Regions from separate parts of the Sus scrofa genome. Here regions 2 and 3 are each linked to region 1. Evidence: chromatin contacts called from public Hi-C data. All regions are on one chromosome and are shown on one strand. The core of a region is the stretch at or near the end of the contact, and the rest is flanking DNA. Distances in the headings are between cores, read along the strand shown. Region 1 has its middle 21 kb from the start of WDR75. Region 2 overlaps COL5A2 (collagen type V alpha 2 chain). Region 3 has its middle 48 kb from the start of COL3A1.

Evidence for each region. A called contact is a pair of places that touch in the nucleus more often than the background predicts.
Region 2: a contact with region 1 is called in a Hi-C map of fetal skeletal muscle, with 2.7 times the contacts expected there. The contact joins two enhancer-like sites. A contact is called at or near these places in 1 of 5 promoter capture datasets (liver), 15 of 47 Hi-C or Micro-C datasets (alveolar macrophages, embryonic fibroblasts, fetal skeletal muscle and 8 more) and 1 of 2 datasets of contacts at active chromatin or transcription factors (skeletal muscle).
Region 3: a contact with region 1 is called in a Hi-C map of skeletal muscle, with 5 times the contacts expected there. The contact joins two enhancer-like sites. A contact is called at or near these places in 2 of 47 Hi-C or Micro-C datasets (embryonic fibroblasts and skeletal muscle) and 1 of 2 datasets of contacts at active chromatin or transcription factors (skeletal muscle).

The regions. Positions count from the first base shown.
Region 1 is chr15:93,958,448-93,962,026 of Sscrofa11.1, reverse strand. It overlaps a transcript of COL5A2 not described here. Among named protein-coding and RNA genes, the nearest start is that of WDR75, 21 kb to the left of the region's middle. Within about 2 kb of position 1,731, at least 26 of the 83 cell types and tissues checked have an H3K27ac peak or open chromatin away from gene starts, as enhancers often do. A contact at or near this core is called in fetal skeletal muscle, omental adipose tissue, retroperitoneal adipose tissue and 1 more, where this site is marked.
Region 2 is chr15:93,668,518-93,672,270 of Sscrofa11.1, reverse strand. COL5A2 (collagen type V alpha 2 chain) reads left to right here. Exons shown (of 54, transcript NM_001105289.1): 7 at 2,857-2,967. Among named protein-coding and RNA genes, the nearest start is that of COL5A2, 88 kb to the left of the region's middle. Within about 2 kb of position 1,285, at least 17 of the 83 cell types and tissues checked have an H3K27ac peak or open chromatin away from gene starts, as enhancers often do. A contact at or near this core is called in fetal skeletal muscle, omental adipose tissue, retroperitoneal adipose tissue and 1 more, where this site is marked.
Region 3 is chr15:93,602,987-93,606,727 of Sscrofa11.1, reverse strand. No RefSeq gene overlaps it. Among named protein-coding and RNA genes, the nearest start is that of COL3A1, 48 kb to the right of the region's middle. Within about 2 kb of position 1,382, at least 6 of the 83 cell types and tissues checked have an H3K27ac peak or open chromatin away from gene starts, as enhancers often do. A contact at or near this core is called in skeletal muscle, where this site is marked.

The DNA.
Region 1 (3,579 bases), core at 482-2,981:
CAACAAACATTAAATATTTAATATAAGACAATGTCTTAGATCCTAGGGATACAAAGTTAAGACAGTGGATTTAAGGATCTCATGTTGAGGAATATGGACACACAAAGTGATCACTATGTTATGGTATAATCAAGCATCTTAAGAACAGAAGATCTAAGTAAAATATTAGAAATAAGGTTTTACATCTCCTTGGACCCAGTCGTCATCCTTTAAAATATTTATTTATTAATTTCCACCCGCCTGGAGTGATTTACTGGTTGATTTTGGTTTCAGGGCTCTGTAACCTCAAATTACTTACTCAGAGTGAGGGATTAAAGGTTCTGAGCTTGTGATTATTCTCATTTGGGCAATAAATTATTTTCATGTAAACTCACGGACATTCATATGATTATATCCTCAGAGAGAAATAAAAGCATGATATTTTGAATCAATGATCCCTTATGACCTATAGGCAAAAATCTAGGCTTCTTATCTGGCCATGAAAGACTGATGCAACTTGTTCTAACTTATTTTTCTAATGTATATTATTTTTCTTGGCTCTATGAACCTCACTGTGAGTGTAGACCTCCTAGCATTCATTCCGTGATGATTCTAGATCTGTACCTTTATTTAATATTGTTTTCTGAAATGCCCTCTTATTTTCATTCTGCATAACTAATCCTTCCTAAGAGCTTCAAAACTTCTCAGTCTCTTCCACAAATACTCTCATTTGTCTTCTTACTTTCCAATCAGAGCACTTAAAAACATTTCTTTACCATTTATTGCGATCTAGTTATATAATAGCTCTTGAGTTGTTTCACATTAATACTTGATTTTTTTTGTTTTGATATTAACAGATGTATGCCCTCTGAGGGCAAGACGGTATATTGATCTTCTAGATATCATAATGCAATGTTTCCTGCATTGTGGGTTCCTAGTTACTGTATATTGGTTGATGATTCATTAGTATGTAAATTATCTGGGAACAGACCCTATGTTTTAAACGTATTTAACAGTATTAGCATGCCAGAGAACTGATGATAACTTACTAGGTATGAACATTATTACATACACACATACACACACACACACACACACACACACACACACACACACACACACACACACACACACACACACAACCACTGTAAAAATACAGATATACCACATGGTGGCACCAAAGATACATCATTATTTTTGCAGGTTTTATATTCTACTTCGGCCTACAAGAAATTATAATTATACTATTAGCACATTGAAAAATATTTTTAATATCTAACTAATAGGTAATCTTATTGGAATATTATGGAATGAACATTTCTTAGTATAGAAACATTAAAAAAGATCTTTGGATCTTTTAATGTCTTTATTTACAAAAGCATCTCTTTAAGTTCTAGAACTCCTCTATATTTTTTTCAAATTAGATTCCTCTTCCATCACTGTCTTATTTTTCTCTAATAGAAAAACTTTATGAGCTTTAGAAGCTGTTCTTTGACATTTAGGTTTGAGATGTGGTCATTGGTAGCTCACAGTATTATGTTGTGTAGAATGTAGACCTATACAAATTCCAGCTGTTGATGGTACATGAAGTTCTTTGGCAGACAGGCTTCCCAGGCGTGTTGCCTAAGTTTAATTTCCATGTGTAAAGTCATACTTAAAAGTATGTAAACTGAAACAGATGTTTGTACTCTGAGAATGCATTTGGTGCACGAAGGAACAGCTCCCTAGCCTCTTATTCTACCCCCACTTTATTTTGAAAGCCCTTTTGAATAGAAAAGGGCCTCTGGAGAACCATCTAGTGTCTTTGACCCCACTAGTGAGTAGCAGCTCATTCCTGGGAAACAGTGCCCCAAATGAATGTTGGATTTTGCTTTAAACTCCCTTCTTAATAATCGTATGATTTTCTTCCCTTTCCTGTAAGCTTTGTATAGCTATTCTTTAATTAGGAAGCTATTCACTCTAATAATACAAGTTTTCTTAAAACCAAACTAAATCTCACTGATATTATCATTTAATAATAACTCTGAACTTTTATTTTCCTAAAGATTAGCTGTAATAAAGGCAGATCTTTGTGTAGCACCTATGTACCTTCTCACTGTTGTGGTGTCACATATTTAAGTACTGTATCTGAAAGCCTTCGAATAATCTGATTTATGGTGATGATAGTTTATAGGGTTCTAACCCACACAGAACTTGTGCTTCCAATTAATTTTCCAAAAAAGTAGAATTACTTGTTATTAACTACTTTCATTTTTCTTTTTAAAATCTTCCTTCCTGTCTCTTTTCAAAGATACTATACTAGGGTCAAAGAGGATTAAGATAGAACCTCTAGGGCCGCTCCCATGGCACATGGAGGTTCCCAGGCTAGGAGTCTAATTGGAGCTGCAGCTGCCAGCCTATGCCAGAGCACAGCAACATGGGATCCAAGCCGCTTCTGCAGCCTATGCCACAGCTCATGGCAAAGCTGGGTCCTTAACCCACTGAGCAAGGCCAGGGATCAAACCCGCAACCTCATGGTTCCTAGTTGGATTCGTTAACCACCGAGCCATGATGGGAACTCCTAGAGCCTTTCTTTAGGAACATTTAATGTAACTTAGGAAAAAGGCACAACTTAAAATTTTCTAACACCACAGAAGAACCAGCCCATACACTAGGGGAACTAAAAAAGATTTTATAGAGGAGATAATATTGGAGATAGGTGTTGAATGATAGAGGGGAACTCCTCCAGGAAGTGAAGGAAAAAGCAGATTTTCAAGGCAGCAGAATGGAATGAACACTAGTATGATGGGTTTGTGGCACATCAGGCTCTAGCTTGGTTTTCTTATGGATATATGGAGGTAGTAATTAGGTGGCGAGGAAGAATTGAAAGAAGGGGTGAGGACCAGATTTAATTATGCCTAAATGTTTGGAAATACAAATGCAAAGTCTTTTTTTTTAATTACTTAATGAACTTTATTACATTTATAGATGTACAGCAATCATCACAACCAAATTTTTATAGCATTTCCATCCTAAAACCTCAGTGCATCCCCTCACCCCTCAACCTGTCTCATTTGGAAACCATAAGTTTTTCAAATCAAAAATTAGTAATTATAGGAGTTTTTGTTGTGGTTCAGTGGGTTAAGAACCCGACATAGTGTCTGTGAGGATGTGGGTTTGATCTCTGGCCTTGCTTAGTGGGTTAAGGATCTGGTGTTGCTGCAAGCCGCAGTGTAGGTCACAGATGTGGTTTGGATCTGGTGTTGATGTGACTGTAGCGTAGGCCCCAGCTGCAGCTCCAATTTGACCTCTGGCCTAGGAATTTCTATATGCCACAGGTGCGGCCGTAAAAAAGAAAAAAAAAAAAAAGTAGTGATTATAGTTTTAAATTTTTGATATGTTTTATTTGTGATAAAGTTTTGAATTATGTTATTTCAAGGCAATAATATATAACCTTTTTTCTGCATAGTAAAAACTTGATAGATATCTTAACAGATGATGTTCTTAAAATTAGTGAGTACCTGCTACATGTATCAATAAATATGTAAAAATTGACTAGAAATTTATGCAGTTCCATGTATATTCACATAGTTTTTGCTTTGTTATATAAACATTAAAAGC
Region 2 (3,753 bases), core at 36-2,535, 290 kb after region 1:
ATTATACATTGAACACTCACCTTAATATAAAACTTATGTGCATCAGATCACTTGGAAATATGAAAGTATGTGTTTTAATGTATTCTAAACATAATTTTTGTTTTAAAGTTTTATCAGTAAAATATATAATATTTTTTCTTATTTTCTCTTATAATCATGCTCATTATGCTCACTTAATTTTGATAACTTTAACAAGTTTTTATTGATTTTAATCTCAATTTGTATGGAAGTAAATCATGTAAGCTATTTAGAGGAGATACCATGGAGGCACAGAATGCATCATGAAGCCAGTGAGAAAGTGAGCTGTCTTCAGAGCAGACTTTTAAACATGATCATTAATCACAGAGAACTGGAAAAAGGACATACGTTTTTGAGGATTAATATTAGCCAAACCTCTCTCTACTCCCACGGACACTAAATGTTGTTTTTGGTTTTGTCTTTGGAAATCTCTTTGGGAGCAGAGATTGTTTTAGCTCTTTTTTTGTTGTTGTTGTTATTTTTTTATCTCATTTTTCTCAATATTAACAATACTTGGTTATCAATGATCAGTTTCACACTTTAAAAATACTTTAAGAGTTTTCCACACAAGGTTTTGTGAGTAGGCTGGACTATTGCCAATATACATTTCCAGCTCATGGTGTCACATTTATATGATTCAGAAGTCCTATATAGCAATTAAAAATTAGCCTCCATTATGTATAATGAAAAAAGAGTGCAGTGATTTGTTAGTGGTTTAGCAGTCAGAAGGGTCTTGATTTTTAAAGGGTGAGAATAATTTTCTGAGAAATTAGTTTTGAAAATGTGAGCTTTTTTAGGCTAAGTTACCTACTTCTATTTGAATAGATAAATTAGCTGAATTATTCCACTACTCCAGAAAGTAAACATGTCAAACATAAATGTTTGAATATATTGAAATATATTAGTTAAATTTCTCAATAGCTATTATGCCCCCAAACATCCTATACAAACTGCCCCCTCTGCTTATCCCATATTTACTCCCTCTGCTGTATCAGGTCATTTTGGCTTATTATGTAGATATTCTCATGCTTAAGCATAAGAAGCTTCTTTTGCTATTAAACTCTAACTCACTTACCATATTTTTCTTGATCCCTGCTTCTATTTAGTAAAATCACATTGGATTTTGAGTTCTTTAGTCCTTTCTTTCCTTTCTTTCTTCCTGTTTAGAATCTCCAGGGTTAAAAAGCCAGCAAATACTTAACAAGTCTTATGGGAATGATGAGGTTAGGAGACGGAGCCTTTCCAGAACTGAGGACGTGGCTGTTCCCCAAGCTGCCTTCAGAATGTGGGTTAGGAGGAGGGTGGAATTTGGCAGCTAACGCTCATTGCTCACTTCCCTGAGAACTAGACTTGGCAGAGTCCCCATGCCTTTCCCTCTCCTTCTCATTGCTCTGGTCTACCTTTGGGAGTGGTAGGGAAAATAAAGCGTGCCAGACTTCAAGTACTAGGGTAAAGAGGATTGAAATGTGAAAATGTAATAAGCATATACTGAATGTCTACTATCAGCCAGGAAATATGTGAAGCATTAAAAAATTAGAAAGATGAGAAAAACCACAAACCCCGATCAGGAACCCATCACATTCTTTTTATAAGTGAGGAGAGATTAAGCAAGCACATACAAAGTTAATTTAATCTAAGACAGACAAATGAATTTAGAAATTGTTGGAGTTTCCTGGTGTCCGAGTGGTTAAAGGGTCTAGCATTATCACTGCTGTGGCTCAGGTCACTGTTGTGGCACAGGTTTGATTCCTGGCCTAGGAATTTCTGTATGCCATGGGCATGGCCAAAAAAAAAAAAAAAAAGAAAAAAAGAAAAAGACAATGTTGATTAGATATTCTTGAAGAGCAAAACTCAACCAAATAAGCAAGCTGATTATAAAATACTGATGAACTGAATTCAGTCTTCCAAGAAGAATGATTACTGGGGATTTAACACATCAAAAGTAAAATTCTTACACAGAATATACCATGTTCTGATGGTAGAGGCTGTAACCAGTGCTGAAATCTGCAATGTTGGCATAGCTGATGAAACATACTGTAGGGGGCTGGCTTGCTATTTTTTAAGACAATTTTTTAAAGGTAGTTTTAGGTTTACATCAAATTGAAGGTAAAGTACAGAGAGTTCCTATATACTCTCTGCCCCCATACATGCATAGCTTTCCCCATTATCAACATCCCCTGTCAGAGTCCATAGTGTACATTAAGGTTCCCTCTTGGTGTTATATATTTTGTGTCTTCAAGCAAGTGTATATTTACATGTGTATACCATTATAGTATCTTAAGAGTATTTTCACTGCCCTAAAAATCATTGTGCTCTGTCTATTCATCCCCCACATCCTCACCCTAACCCCTGCAGCCACCAACCTTTTGCTGTCTCAATAGTTTTGCTTTTACCAGAATGTCATAGAGTTGGAATCATACAGTATGGCTAGTCATTTAAAAAATAACGAAAACACTTCTCCATTGAGAAGTCTGTGCATTTTGTTTTCTACTAAGTACATATTTATTTATTTATTTATTTATTTATTTATTTTTTGTCTTTTTGCTATTTCTTTGGGCCGCTCCCGCGGCATATGGAGGTTCCCAGGCTAGGGGTCGAATCGGAGCTGTAGCCACCGGCCTACGCCAGAGCCACAGCAACGCAGGATCCGAGCCGCGTCTGCAACCTACACCACAGCTCACGGCAACGCCGGATCGTTAACCCACTGAGCAAGGGCAGGGACCGAACCCGCAACCTCATGGTTCCTAGTCGGATTCGTTAACCACTGCGCCACGACGGGAACTCCTACTAAGTACGTATTTAGCAATGGGTTCTAACTTCTACTTGCTTGTTTTCCAGGGTCCGCGTGGTCCTCAGGGAATTGATGGAGAACCAGGTGTTCCTGGTCAACCAGGTGCCCCAGGACCTCCTGGACATCCGTCTCACCCAGGACCAGATGGCATGAGCAGAGTGAGTTGTGTGCATTGTCCAATATCATCTTTGGGATGATATATTACATTATTAATTTATGGTTGTGATTTTAAATTGTGTTCAGATGTTGACCCTTGACTGTAGAGAGCAACTGAGGGCATGCAATGTTGCTATGAATAACAATAAAACTAAGAAATCCACAGGGAATTGTTGGAAAATTCAAAGTATCATTTTTAAAAAGTGCTGCTTCAAGTTATTTGTAGTTCTTAGTTCTGAACACTGGAATTTTATTTTTTCCATTTGATTCTAAAGGACCACTAGCATTATTCCCATTATTAATTGAAAAGAGAACTATGTCTTCATCCTTCTCTGTCCTCTAGACTGACAAAATCTGTCGTGTCCTTCACACCAAAGGTGGTTGATGCATCCATGGCAACATCTGTGAAAGGGCCACTGAGTAGATGCTAAAAGTTGCTACCTGGTTATTTCCTGAATATTAGTTTCCTACCAGAAGTAGAGTAAAACCAAATGTCTTTCTATACCTGCCTCTTTGAATTCTTAGTGGCAGAGGCATGGGGTTTATGAGTAGGTTGCATAGCATGACAAGGGAATGTATGGAACCCTGAAATATTTTGTTTTCCAGTAATTTATACAGACGATTTTCAACTGATTGTAGAAAGAATAGCCAATTTTAACAGAATATGCACATTCTTTTCTCACTAAAATCAGAAAATTCATAGAAGTTTTAGAATGAATATGGATAGTTTTGGTCAGTTGGGTTACCAGAGTCTTTTCGATGTGAAAGACAATAGGTAAAACCGTTGC
Region 3 (3,741 bases), core at 133-2,632, 350 kb after region 1:
TAATTAAATGGCAATAAAACTTTTACTGCAAAATACTGAAGTGTTTTAGGCAAGTAAAACACATGTAGTGATTGCATCTTGGAAAGATCACCTCAGCATCAGTCCTCAGGGAGAACTTTTTAACGGGGAACTGCCAACAGAGAGACTAGTTAAAACAATTTTGGAGGAAAAGAAACGGAATGAGAAGTCAATACCACTGAGGATAGAGAAAGAGAGAGGGACTTGAGAGATAATTAAAAAATAGAATCAACATAATCTTGTTAAAGAGTGGGATGGTAAGGAAGTGAGAAATTTAGGATTATTCTCCAGTTTCTCACTTTTTAGGTAGCTGAATGGAAGATGACGACATTTACAGTATGGGAGATAGAGAACAAAATAGTCTGAGGTTGTAATTGATGTATTTGTGGAGCATCTCTCAGGGGATAAGTTGGGGAGTAGACCTAAAAATATGAGAGCCATCACATCGAGAAGCTATTAGAGCTTGGGGTGGGAATGAGGTCACTCAAGAAGGATGTCAAAGGAGAGCAGTGAGCCAGAACAGATCACCCAGAAACACCAATATTTAGGGGAAAAGAGAGAAAGAGGAAAATCATGTTCCTATTATTAGGAATATTATTTTTCAGTTATAGGATCCTGAACCTTGGTTGCTAAATGTAACCGTGAACTTTGGAAAAGATTGACTGAAGCCTCCTTTGATGCAAGAATGCAGTTCTTATTCTCATTTTTACACTAAACTCAAGAAGATCAAGAGAAGGAAATATGAAGAAAGATGAAAATTCTGGTTGAAAATAAATCTGAGCAAAGATACCAATGAGAATGTTATATATAATAAGAAACCCTAAAGATAAAATTTTACTAATTGAGCATGATCCTATATAACTTGTACTTTTAATTCTCTGCTGGATTTTATTTTGATACCACCAATACACATAAATGGTACTTAATTCACATTGATTCCTTACCATGAGACTATCATCCAAGTTAAACCAAAAACATGAAGATTACATTCATTTTTATCTAGGAACTTAAATTTCACATTTTAAGGAGGGCATACCAAAAACCTATGCATATAAACAACGACGGTTAATTCCATTAATATTAGAAGAGTTTGGGCTATGCCCACATGAGGTAAAAAAAACGTGGATCAAAGTGTAAATAAATAGAGGAAGGTAGATCTGCATTGTGAACAATTTTCCCACCAGCTGGAACTGTTATGAGATTGATCTTATAATGAAAGGCAGCTGGGGATAAAGAACGACCACATCTGTTAGTCACTTTAATGAGAAAAATGCAACAGAAATTGAGGACAGCTGTAGTCAAAATGTAAGCCCTAAAGATTCAGATAGGAAGCTGCTGTCCAAGTCCCTCCCTGAAACATCAGACACGTTTCTTTGCAGAATTAATGCTGTTTTCTGTGGATTCTTGCAGGCAGTGGCAGTCTTTGCGCCTTCAAATCTGTGCTCCTGCTGCCTCCATGGGGGACAGTTTCCAGGTGGTTTAAATTCAAGGTGAAATTTGAAAATCAGATCCAAATTGTTTTTATCAAAATCACAAATGATAACCCTCATTCTGTTTAGTTTCCTCTATGCCCTCATAACTCTTGAGTTAATCCCAACCTTAGCCCTCAAAATTAAAGCCTCCTTTTCCTAAACCATTGAAAACTCCAGGATGCCAACCAGACTCTGTGATGCTTTCTTCCTTCTCATCACAGTCACATCATGCTGTCCTTTTGCCCTTTTCTTTGGAAGTTCTGCTCCCTAATAATTTCATTCTGGAGCCAGATGATTTCATCGACCATCTGTATAAGGATACTTTCCAAATCTACTTAGCCGCCCCTGACCTGGTATTCTCCAATCAGTCACACATTTTATCATGTTGAACCACCCTTCCAAATGAATCACTGTCATGGTGAACTGCCACGTAGAAAGCTCTGCGGAAGACTGAAGTTGCGCAACTTTCCACTGAGTTCTTCTGTGTTAAATAGAAACATCTCCTGCATGACTTCTGATGTCCTCCTTTTGCTGTCCCCATTTTCCCCTCTTAACCTAATTTCCTCAGTAAGTATGTCTACACCCTGTGACTCTTCCCTCGGTCTAGTCTTTGAAAAAAAAAAAAAAAAAAAAAGTTCTCTGTGTCCTTGCCAAGTCTCTTTAGTCTCATCCTTTTCTTCCCTAAAATGAAGACTCATCCTTCTTTATCCTGCAACAGGTTCATTATAGAAGAATGTATTCATTCTTTATTGCCTATAAACCTGATTCTGTTTCACTATACTTCCCTTGAACTTGTGCTCCCCTTGAGCAACAGCCTGCCAATATTTAATATCATTCTTTTGATGGATCTCCATGAAATGTAGATTAGAAAAAAAAAAGACAAAAATCTGTCACCTTGCTATTCTAAGCTCTTTGGTGCAGACTCTAACACCACTACATGAAACCCATGCTTCAGCTGAAACTGGGCTAATATAAATTGCCAAATATACTTCACATAACCTTTCCTGAATGCCTCCAAAGAGGCATGATGGTTCCATTCTTGTGCCTCTCTAAGTGACTTATATCATTCTTTCTTTCTTTGTTTTGGCGACATCCATGGCATGCAGAAGTTCCCGGGACAGGGATGGAACTTGAGCCACAAATCCCCACCTGCTAGGCCACCAGGGAACTCCTTTCTAACTTTCTAATACAACTTATTACTTTGAGTCCTGTGACATGTTGGTTTCTAAATTTTGTGGAATCTCGTTCTATTGCTCAAATCTTTTTGAGCATGTAGTTCTGAGCTTTGCATTAATAATTGCTCAATAATGTCGTTGAGTTGATATAAATAGATTTAGGTAGCCCGGATTTGTCACCATCCCATGACCGTGGAATAATCATTCCTGTTTCTAATTCTCCTTTTTTTTTTTTTTTTTGGTTTCTTACTCTAAAGTAGCTTTCATTTGCTCCAGTTTACCAAAATCATACTCCTTTACTGTACAACTCAAGTTTAATTTTCTTAAAGAAGAATGTTATGACAGTATAATCATCACTGGCCAATTCATTTTCTACTCTACTACCTAGATCTTGCACGGTTGACAGAGCACAATTTAGCACTTAATTGTTCATCTTGAAGGCTTTTGTACCATTTCATATGGGTTCAAATGATCTATTCTAGACAACACATTCCTAACAGAGAGGAATCATGTGTTATATTTCCCTAGAGTGTTTGGCGGAGTGTGAGAGTGGAATCGGAGCTTGTAGTAGATAATGTGTTGTTCCAGCCATGTTATCTCTTCAGAGCCAGAGTGTTGACCTATCAGCTCCTATTACGGAGGGCTCACGGCCATGTCCCTCACTGAAGATTCCTTCAGTTGCCAAGACTGCCTTACAGAAGTTTCCCCTACTCTCCATTCCTTCCAGGTTCTGGCCCAGAGTCAGCGAGTATCTGAGTGAAGGATACACAGACCCATCCTTCTTACTGTGAATTACAACAATTCAGAAAGGCCATCTTGGCGCCAGAGCTTCTTGGAGGATTGCCAGAAGCCTCCGTGTCAACTGCATGTGGGTCATCTTCTCTTTCTGTCCAAGCTTGGCTTTCAGTATCTCCTGAGCTGATGCCCAATAAATCTTCCATACATAAGTCGCCATCGTAGAGTATGTTTCCAGGGAACCTAATCTAAGACAGAAGTTAAATATTTTAATTTTTTTCTCCCTTTTATTTAATTGTGAAATGTCTCATTTTCAAAATTCCAACAAACATATAGTTGCT